Linked DNA regions of Mus musculus: region 2 is linked to region 1. A link is a contact called in public HiChIP or PLAC-seq data. All regions are on one chromosome and are shown on one strand. Each heading gives the region's core, a stretch centred on a gene start, on an enhancer-like site or on the middle of the called end of the contact. The rest is flanking DNA. Distances are from core to core; before and after follow the strand shown.

Evidence for each region. HiChIP or PLAC-seq counts read pairs in DNA pulled down with a chosen protein or histone mark.
Region 2: a contact with region 1 is called in an H3K4me3 HiChIP or PLAC-seq map of the SCID.adh cell line, with 12 read pairs. The contact joins two enhancer-like sites. A contact is called at or near these places in 2 of 115 datasets of contacts at active chromatin or transcription factors (the SCID.adh cell line and embryonic stem cells).

Annotation. Positions count from the first base shown.
Region 1 is chr9:103,669,162-103,673,959 of GRCm38.p6, reverse strand. The region is part of intron 2 of Tmem108 (transmembrane protein 108); the gene reads left to right. Among named protein-coding and RNA genes, the nearest start is that of Gm46129, 50 kb to the left of the region's middle. Within about 2 kb of position 3,034, at least 10 of the 459 cell types and tissues checked have an H3K27ac peak or open chromatin away from gene starts, as enhancers often do. A contact at or near this core is called in the SCID.adh cell line, where this site is marked.
Region 2 is chr9:103,738,431-103,743,206 of GRCm38.p6, reverse strand. All of the region lies in intron 2 of Tmem108 (transmembrane protein 108), which reads left to right. Among named protein-coding and RNA genes, the nearest start is that of Gm46129, 20 kb to the right of the region's middle. Within about 2 kb of position 2,901, at least 41 of the 459 cell types and tissues checked have an H3K27ac peak or open chromatin away from gene starts, as enhancers often do. A contact at or near this core is called in the SCID.adh cell line, where this site is marked.

The DNA.
Region 1 (4,798 bases), core at 1,785-4,284:
CAAGAAAGCACCTGATGTTAACTTCAGTCTCCACGCACTCATACATGCAGGTGTACAGACACATACGAATAGGCATGCACATAGACATGCAGCCCCACGTGCAAACATGCTTACACATACAACAGATGTACACTGTACACAAATAGACACTACACACACAAGCAAAAGACTTTATATATATATATATATATATATACATATATATATATATATGTGTGTGTGTGTGTGTGTGTGTGTGTGTGTGTGTGTGTGTGTGTGTGTATTCTTCCCTGTAGTTTTCAGTTTTTCTGTTTCCCTAGCATTTTTATTGTAGATCCACAAGACCATAGTTTAGCAGGCATGCCCTCTGAGGTATGGGTGATACCCAGTTATTATATAAATTCTACAAAGAAGAGTACTTTTCATACTGACTGCTTCTAAGGAATTATTATTCTTATTTAATGATGAACAAATGGACAGAAAATGAGAGAGGAAATTGGGCTGTTATCAAAATCTACTTATTAAATAAAGATTGCATATGGCATTATATATTTTTACTTGTTTTTAAAGGTATGTCTAAGCTATGTCTTACTCTGGGAGTGAGCTAGGCTCGTGGTTGGTGGTCTGTAGGCACATGGGTACCATTTTTCTAAATGCTCTTTAGCAGTTTTCAGGGACTGTGTCATAGAAAAATGTGGGCCGTAGTTCATATGTGTGATTTCATTACCGATAAAATCAAACCTAGCATTTGCCCACGCTGTCTTAAGAAGTCCATTCAAGGGCTTTGAAAGTTAAGGTTAGAAGAGGCAGGGCTGTGGCATGCTTGTGATTCTGTCAAATGTTCTCCCAGATTAGAAGAGCAACCTTTTAGGCAATGATTAACTTGTACTGTGGATACATGCTGCCTGCAGAGTTTGTGGCTATCATTGGTCTTCTTGGGAAACATTGTAAGCAATAATTAGAGCGTGTAATAGGTATTTGTCATGAGACAGTAGAGAAATACACAAGATGACTTAGGAGCCAAAGAGTCTGGTTGTACTGGGTTGGTTCCCCCCCCCAACCTAGGCACATTAAGTTTTGTTGTTTTTTTTTTTTTTTTTTAAAGAAGTTACCTTCCATGAAGACACTGTTTAGATGATATCATATTTTAATTTGATGATGCTAACCTTGGAGAAAGTTGGAGCTTTCCTATAAAGGTCTTCAGTGCATTCAAAATATAAAAACAGGCTCCTTGCATGATTTTAGCATTGGTTTTCTGAAGTGACCTTCCTGATGGAAATCATTGAGAGGGAATCTCAGCTTTCACGTGTGTTGGGGACATATATCGCATATGTTTGTAAGGGAAGAACATGCCCAGATCATATTCTACCCTCTAGGTGTTGCTACAGAGAAGAATGTCTACCAGGAGTTTGGATTTAGAGCTTTATTCAAAACTCAGAACCTTCCAGGTCTTCCAAGAAACTGTTTATATTTGTTTATTCCCATATCTTTGCCTAAACTGTAACCAGGGAGTAAAAGTTGAATGTATTTAATGATGGCTTGATACATGGACACAACATTAATCAAGTCAATTTACACGTCTGTTACCTCATCATCTTACCATTTTTTATTTGCTTGTATGTAAATATATTTAAAGAACTTCAGGTTTAGCATAGTAAATTTTAAATCTATGATATATCCTTGTTACTAGTTGTGATAAGTAACCTTAACTGGTAACTTGAATTGAGTGTGGAATTACCTAGGAGACACACCTCGGGGTGTGTCTGTGAAGGCATTTCCAGAGAAGTTTAAATCTGAAGAGGGAAGACTATCCTAAATGTGGGTGATTCTAGACTGAAAGGGGGTTGAGCATCAGCCTCAGTCTCTCTTCTTTCTGACTGTAGCCACAATGTAACTAATGACCTCAGGCTTCCACACTATCTTTCTCTGCCAAGATGGACTGTGTCCCTCAGAACTGTGAGCCAGCATTACTCTTTACCTTTAACTGTTTTGGTTAGGTATTTTATCACTGCAGTGAGTAAAATATCTAATACATTAACAGTAGTTACCATACTGAACATTTGATCCCCAGAATGTATTCAACCTCTAGTGGAACTTTTTTGTCTAAGTTCTTCATTTTCCCCATGGCAGCCACTCATCTATACTGTTTCTGAGTCCAACTTCTTTAAAGTTCACAGAGTATATAATAGTCATCAAATAGTAAAACAGTAGTTATCTTTCTGTGCTTGCCTTATTTTGGTTGATGTTACATCCCCAGATTCTCCCATGTTAATCCCCTATATTGTAAAGACTGGATAATGCCCTGAGTATATGCCACATTGTCTCTGATCCACTTATCTATTGATGCATTTATTGATGGACACAGGCTGTTTCTGTATCTTGGTTATTGTGAAGAGGGCTGCAGTGAACTCTTTGTTGAGTGTAGGTGTCTCTTTGACATCCTGATTGATTTCCTTTGGGTGAATAAATACCGAGTAATGGGATGCTGCTGGATCATATTCTAATTCTCTTTTTAGCTTTTTGAGATGTCCAATACTATCTCCCATAATAGCTCTATCAATTTGCTTTCCCACCAACAGCATACAAGCCTTCCCTATTCCCTATACCCTAACTGGCACTCACCTATTTTGCTAATAGCCCACCTAGAGTAGGAGGTGCCTCACTGTGGATGTTATTAGCATTTCTCTAACAATTAGTAATGTCAGGCACCTTCTCCAGACCTGACAAAAGGGCAATTAAAGTTCTGTGCCCCCTGCCCTTGGAATTGTTTTGGAGAAAGATAGAATCCAGTCTGGACTTGAATGCTATGGAAGCCCTGGCTGGATTGAACTTCTCGTCCTCCTGCGTTCAATTTCTGAGAGCTGAGATTACAGGTCTGAGCCAGCATCCTTGGATCTTGAAGATTCTTTATTGTTGTCCTTTTTGCTGTTGAGTTGTGTGATTCCTGATGCACTTCGAATGTTGCTGAGTCATGGTTCCTCATGTACTTCACATGTCGCTGAGTCATGATTCCTGATGCACTTCAAATGTCGCTGAGTCATGATTCCTGATGCACTTCAAATGTCGCTGAGTCATGATTCCTGATGCACTTCGAATGTTGCTGAGTCATGGTTCCTCATGTACTTCACATGTCGCTGAGTCATGATTCCTGATGCACTTCAAATGTCGCTGAGTCATGGTTCCTGATGCACTTCACATGTCCCTGAGTCATGATTCCTGATGCACTTCGAATGTTGCTGAGTCATGGATCCCCATGTACTTCACATGTTGCCCTCCTCTGGGGTAGCTGGTGGCTTTCTACACTTCTGCAGGATACAGTTTGTCATCATCCCTTTTCCTGTGAGCAACTCAATAGTTTGAAGTTCTGCTTCTTTATTTTTGCTTTGGGAGTCATAGCCTAAGACCACAGTTCCTTTCTATAACCCCTGTTACCTAAAACGTGAGACGAGCCAGATTATAGGTCCTTAAAGTACTTTCAAGTCCAAGAACTTAAGGAGTCCAGCTTTTGATGTTCATTTTTATTACTACAAAATTGTTTATTGTTGTGCGCGGGTGCGTGTGTGCATGTGTGTGTCTCTGTACACATGTGCCTGTGTGTGCCTGTATGAATTATGTATGTGTGTGAGTGTGCCTTTGTGTGTGTGTATGTGTGTGTTTGTGTATGTGTGCGCACACATACACATTTGTCTTGCTGTATCTCTAGCTCATCACCTAATTCAGGACAGCAAGGTGCTCACAAACTACTTTTTGAATAAACCAACGAACCAACAAGCATACAAAAGATTGAACACATGAGCAGTATTGATCTGAAGCAGGTACTGACTTTCCATACCATGTCTCAGAGGATTTACAGTGGGAAAACCACCATCGAACTCAAACTGTCCTACATCTATGTGTGCTGTGAAGCACAAATCAGCTTTGTAGTTATTATGTGCCACAGGGAACAAGAAATTCTTTAAACTAGAAGAAGTCTAATAGAAACTTGGGGGAGAAGGAGTCACTGACATTCAACTGGGAATTTAATTCTGGAAATAAATGATAGTAATAAAACTAAACTTAAAAGTTTATGAACGAGGGGCTGGGTAGAGGGGGGGTGTCAGTGGGTAAAATGCTAGCCAGGCAAGTATGGCAAGCTGAGTTTGAATCCCCAGAACCCATGTAAAACACCGTGTGTGGAGGCACAAGCCTGAAGCCCCAGCAGTGAACGAAGGAGGCTTGTTAACCACCAGAGTAACCAAAATGTCAAACTTCAGATTCAGTGAGAGACCCTGTCTGAAAACATAAGGTGGAAAGCTATAAAAGAAACCCGAAGTTGACCTCTGGCCTGTACATGTACATGTATCTGCATGTACACATACATCATACGTGTATACACACACACACACACACACACACAACTTATTATTTAATGTAATGAAGCATTGATAGATCTAGATATATACATGTATGTATTTTCCCCTCTGTGCTTGGAAATCAATAGAACCATTTTTTACACGTACTAAATTTTTTAATGGCAGGTTGTCAAATAAATGACACTTTACCTGTCACTTTACCTAATCGAGGTTTCAGTGATTAACCATTCCACAGCATCTCCATATCCTGATTCCCTCCTATTGCATTAGTCCCTTTCAGAGGCAGAGTAGGAAAAGGACACGAGAAAAGGACAGGGAGAACTGAAGGCCACACAAGGCAGACCAGACCAGAGTCGGTCTCTCCTCGTCTCCGCTTGGCCTGTGCACACCACGTGATGGCTAATGCCTCTACTTGGTTGCTTTGAGATCAGAACAGTGACTGCCTTCTTATGGCCATGGCTTGATGA
Region 2 (4,776 bases), core at 1,652-4,151, 69 kb before region 1:
ACTGACCTTCTCGAACACATTGATGACTGCGGTTACCTTACCCTTCTACTGGGCTCTGGTACCTGGTCCAGCCAGCTGTACACATACATTTCACTTTACTAATCAAAACTTAATTATGATACTAAATTTTTTTTCTCATTAACTTTCATCTCTTAATGTTCCCCACAAGGTTGTAATAGAGGAGACCTGATGGTCAAGTCTGAACTTAATGCTTGCCAATGAAATATGTCTCAGGTCTGTCAAACCAATTCCAATTTTGTAGTTAACACCCTCGACAAAAGTTGTCAATCTTCCTCATACCTATGACAAGACCTGCCATGGGTGCTTTAGATGGTTTTCTTGTTCCAGGAAGGACAAAACTTCCATAACCCTTTTCTTAACTTTTCTCTCAGTAAGAATTACCTAAGTCCTATCAGTCTCACACTTGTATGTTACAGCTGATACCTCCCTCATAGAACCCATCCAAGGGAGCGCACTGTCATCTCATGGCTGTCTTAGGTTCTAGGTCTTTGCCATGTGTTAAGTTTTATTGTGGTCTCTTAGGTGGACCTTCTTTGGAGGCACACTGACTACTGCCTTTTCCACACTGCCCCCTTTGTCAGCTTGAAGCAGTTAAAAGAGAGATATGCTCCCCTAAACCTCTATGGGCAGTTCAGTTGTCCTCCAAGGGAGGGACTAATGGGCCCTCCAGCTTATCCCTCTTCTTACCACTCCAGACATATCTTTGAGACCCAGCACTGTAACACCTAGACTCCCTGGTAGGAATGGCTCTTCAAAATTACAGAGGCCTGAATGTCAGGACAGAAACCAATTACTTCTGCTTAGCCCTGGGGGAAGGGCACTGCTTCTACCATAAACAATCAGGCCTGGCTCAGGAGGGAGCGTCTAAGCTAAGTGAATGGGCAGGAAAACTAGATGAGCAACTCCAAATCCAGTAGTCCTCCTGGAACTGCCTTGGTCCATTCTCCACTGTCTGTTACCCCAGTGTCCTTCTCACTCGCAAAGCTTTGACCCTAGTCTCTGGTCCATGCCTCTTTGGCTGTTTCTCTAACTCCTTACAGGAGTGCATGCAATCCTTCACCAACCAGGAGGTGACAAATCTTTATGACCATAGGGTATCAGTAGCTACCCAAGGAGCTACCATCATTCTTTAGCCTCCTCTGCCCTGCACTACATCCAAAGTTCAGGGGAAGTAGCCAGAGAAGACAACACTTTGCCCGATTCCTTATGACTTAAAGGCAGGAATGACAGGGCTTAACATCGGTGATGCTATTTTGGCTCAGTCCATTTACCTATGGGTTGCTCACCAGATGGTGGTGGGCTTGAGTTCCTCCTACAGATACACCCCACCAGCAAGATGAAGCCTGTCATCTTTCACATTCCCACTTTGGTACCAGTCTGCATCAGATGGCATGTTCCCAACACCCTTATATAGCAGTGCTCCATCCACAGCCAGTCAGGACCAGGCGAGCGAGCCTTAAGCCTGCCCTATCCTGCCTCTGTGAAGCTCACTTCTGTAACTCTCCCCAGGCTGCATTCTCTTTCCATCCCAAGTGTAGCCTGGTGGATTTAATAAAAGTCTGCACGTGGTTAGTTTCTCCCTGAGTATTTTCTGTCACCTGCCTATGTATCTTATATTATTTTCTTCCTGCTTTAGAGGGGATTTTTTTTTTTAGTAGAAATGTTAGAGATAATTGGTAACAGAGATATGATTCTTTATTTCTGGTCATACTAGGAAGCTGCCTGTTAGCTATAGGGATTTTATATCTTTTTCTCTTTAGTTTTCTCTCCAGTTCTGTCTGCCCTGACTGTTAGAAGAGACCCAGTTTTCTCAAGGAAAAAAGGGGATGCTATTAGCTTTTCTGATCAAATGATTCCCTATTTTGTTATACTTTCTAATGTACTGTGAGATGTTTAGCATCCCTAAATACTACCTTCTCATACTATTCTAGCCAAGTCATCGTGCCAACTAATTTCTAAATAGTTATCATCGAGAAAAGCATTGTTGGAGAGATGAGCTTGAGTGTACGCCTCTTAGGTAGGAAGGGGGTAGAGGTGAAGCAAAGTCCTCTAAGGATGAAGGTTTAGCCTTGCCAGACCTCGTGCAGTTAGGGCTTCTGGGAGGAGCAGGAAGACCTCTCTTGGCCTATTGTAGTTCAAGGCTATGTCTATACTGACTGTACTTGGTTGGCCCATGTTTTACTTCTTGGTCATTAACTTGGCTCAGCATTTTAGTTTGAGGTTCTCTTAGGTCCTTCTGTTCTTAGTCTTCTTTCTTATATCTATTAATTGAGCTGATGACTGATATAGATCAGCCCCCAAAGAATAGAAGGAGCATTATAGTTGTATAGGAACTCATTCACAGTCCTGCAGGGACCATCATCCCTGCTGGTCAAAACTGTCCTTACTGGCAATTTTAGGGATGCCGGTGCTCTCTGTTGGACTAATGATCTGTGGCTCTGCATAGCTGACTAATGATCTGTGGCTCTGCATAGATGACTTCTGTAAAGATGACAGTCCTGCAGCTTTCCTGGACAGAGGTAGTGCAGTATGCTAACTGAACAGGAGACCCTTCTCTGGCTTACAGACCCTGAGTTCTCACTCCTAGCTAGAATTATAAACAGAATTTGGAGTTTGGGGTGAAATAAAGAATCAGAAGATTAGGCAGAAGGAGAAACCCCACATCCACAGCAGCTATTGTGAAGGGGTCCGACTGCATTCTTCCTCTGGCAGTCTGGGTGTCTCGTGGTGCAGAGCGTTGGGGAGATCACTGGGGTGGGTGGTTGGGAAGTGAGAGTTGTGGTTTCCATACAGATGTGGTTTTTTTTCTCTTTTGCATCTGTCAGATGTGACTCTTTCAGCTAACCACGTGTCCCCCAGGAATAATAGCTAGGTGGCTGTCTAAATGTTGAAAGACGTTTTGACATCTTTGACAAGTGTTACTCAACAGCTGGGTGTGTAAGATTCCAGCTCTGATCAACGAAAATAACGTGCCTTTTTACTCTAAAAATAAATCACACACAAGTGTCGTTCCGTGGAGAACGACTGACTCGACTGAAACGGGCTTAATTTTGTTTTATACAGTGCATTTTGTCAAGCCCTGACCCTCAGGCGTTCCTTTCTTTGGGACCAGTGGTTGAGTGGCTTTGTAAGGGAATACATTCTGCTATCACAGAAGGCACAGTCTTTATTTCTGACTCTCCATCAGTGCAAGGATGGTCTCGGCTCCATTTGGACCCACACAGCTGTGAGTGAAGTGATCTGGGGGCAGTACAAATAACCCAGCATTCCATTGAATTCCTGTAAGGTTCTTAAGACTTCTCTTCAAGCAGCCAGATCACGGGACAGAGGGTCTGTATTTTCTTTAAAAGGGACACAGCTCTTGTTGAAAGAGGATCCAAAGAAAGGGGATTCAGCAGGGCTTCTCTGAGTGCCCTCTGGAGAAAGAATGTCAGTAGTTATCAAAGGGTGGCCAGGACCAGTCTTCTCACTCGGCTGCTGACTGCCAAGGCAAAAGAGCAGGTCTAAATCATTTGCTCCAGTTTCTCTTCTGACTCTAGGACGTTATCTGTCCCATTTATTGAATTAAAAACAATGTAAAATGGGAATATATAGAATTCTTCTTAAGGAAAACACACACACACACGTGTGTGTGTGTGTGTGTGTGTGTGTGTGTGTGTGTGTATGAGGGTGTGCCTGTATATGTCTGTGCGAGTGTCTGTGTGCACACTCATGCATGTGCGTGTTTAAGTACTAAATAGTACCAGAAGATTAAAGTCTTTTTAAAATTTAAGGACTCACTAATCTTGCAGCATAAACTAAAAATAAAGTAACTGAAATGTGTGCAAGTGCCGCCATTTTTATAGCAAAAATAAAACAAAATTACATGAGTTCTCATAGACTCAGGAATTAATTTGCAATCCCTTGGCGCAGATGCTGTAGTGACAGTAAAGACAGCTGCTCTCTACCGGGTGTAAAGAGATTCTGAGAGATGAAATGAGTGTCCAAGCTCCTGAATCTTTTACTCCATTCCTGCCATACACGTTATGAGGCTCCCAGGAGCTTAAGTGTCCCAGGGAACATGGATTTGGGGTAGATGCTTCTTCAAGCATCATACACTGAGACCCCCCAGCCTGGAGGGACCCAACCCATCCTTTGAGACACAGAAGGAGATGCTAGACCCTGCTCAGCATTTTTCTTTGAGTCTAAAATTGAGTCTTGGCCTTTGCCTTTCAAAGACGTGAAGCGTGGCTGCTCTGTTGGCCTAAGACCCATCCCTGTCAACACACCCATTAGAGCACCTCTTGAAGACCAGGAGGCAGGCTGGCAGCCATGGGAGTGTTTCCTCTGGACATGGTACTTTGCCATTGGAAAGAACCTGGTGGAGCATTCTGAAACATTCCCTCATTGGTATTGTATTAGCATCGTGTTTGCCGACAGTTTAATGATAATGTGTTATTTAGAAGCCTTCCACTCAGAACGTGATGTGTTTTTCTCAGGAGATCCCATATTAATATGGCCCTGAAGCTAAAAAAAAAAAGATGGCTTTATTCTATGAGAATTTTATACAACATATTTTGATCTTATTTACACTCCCACTCCCCCCTCTAACTGCTCCAGATCTACCCACTGCTTCCTATCACTCAACTTCTGACTTCACTTCTTCTAATAAGCCATTGCATCCAGTTTATGCTGCCCATTGCCTTGTGGTTGTGGGGCTGTCTACTAGAACATGGTTGACCTACCCAGGGGCCACACCATTGACAAAAACTAATT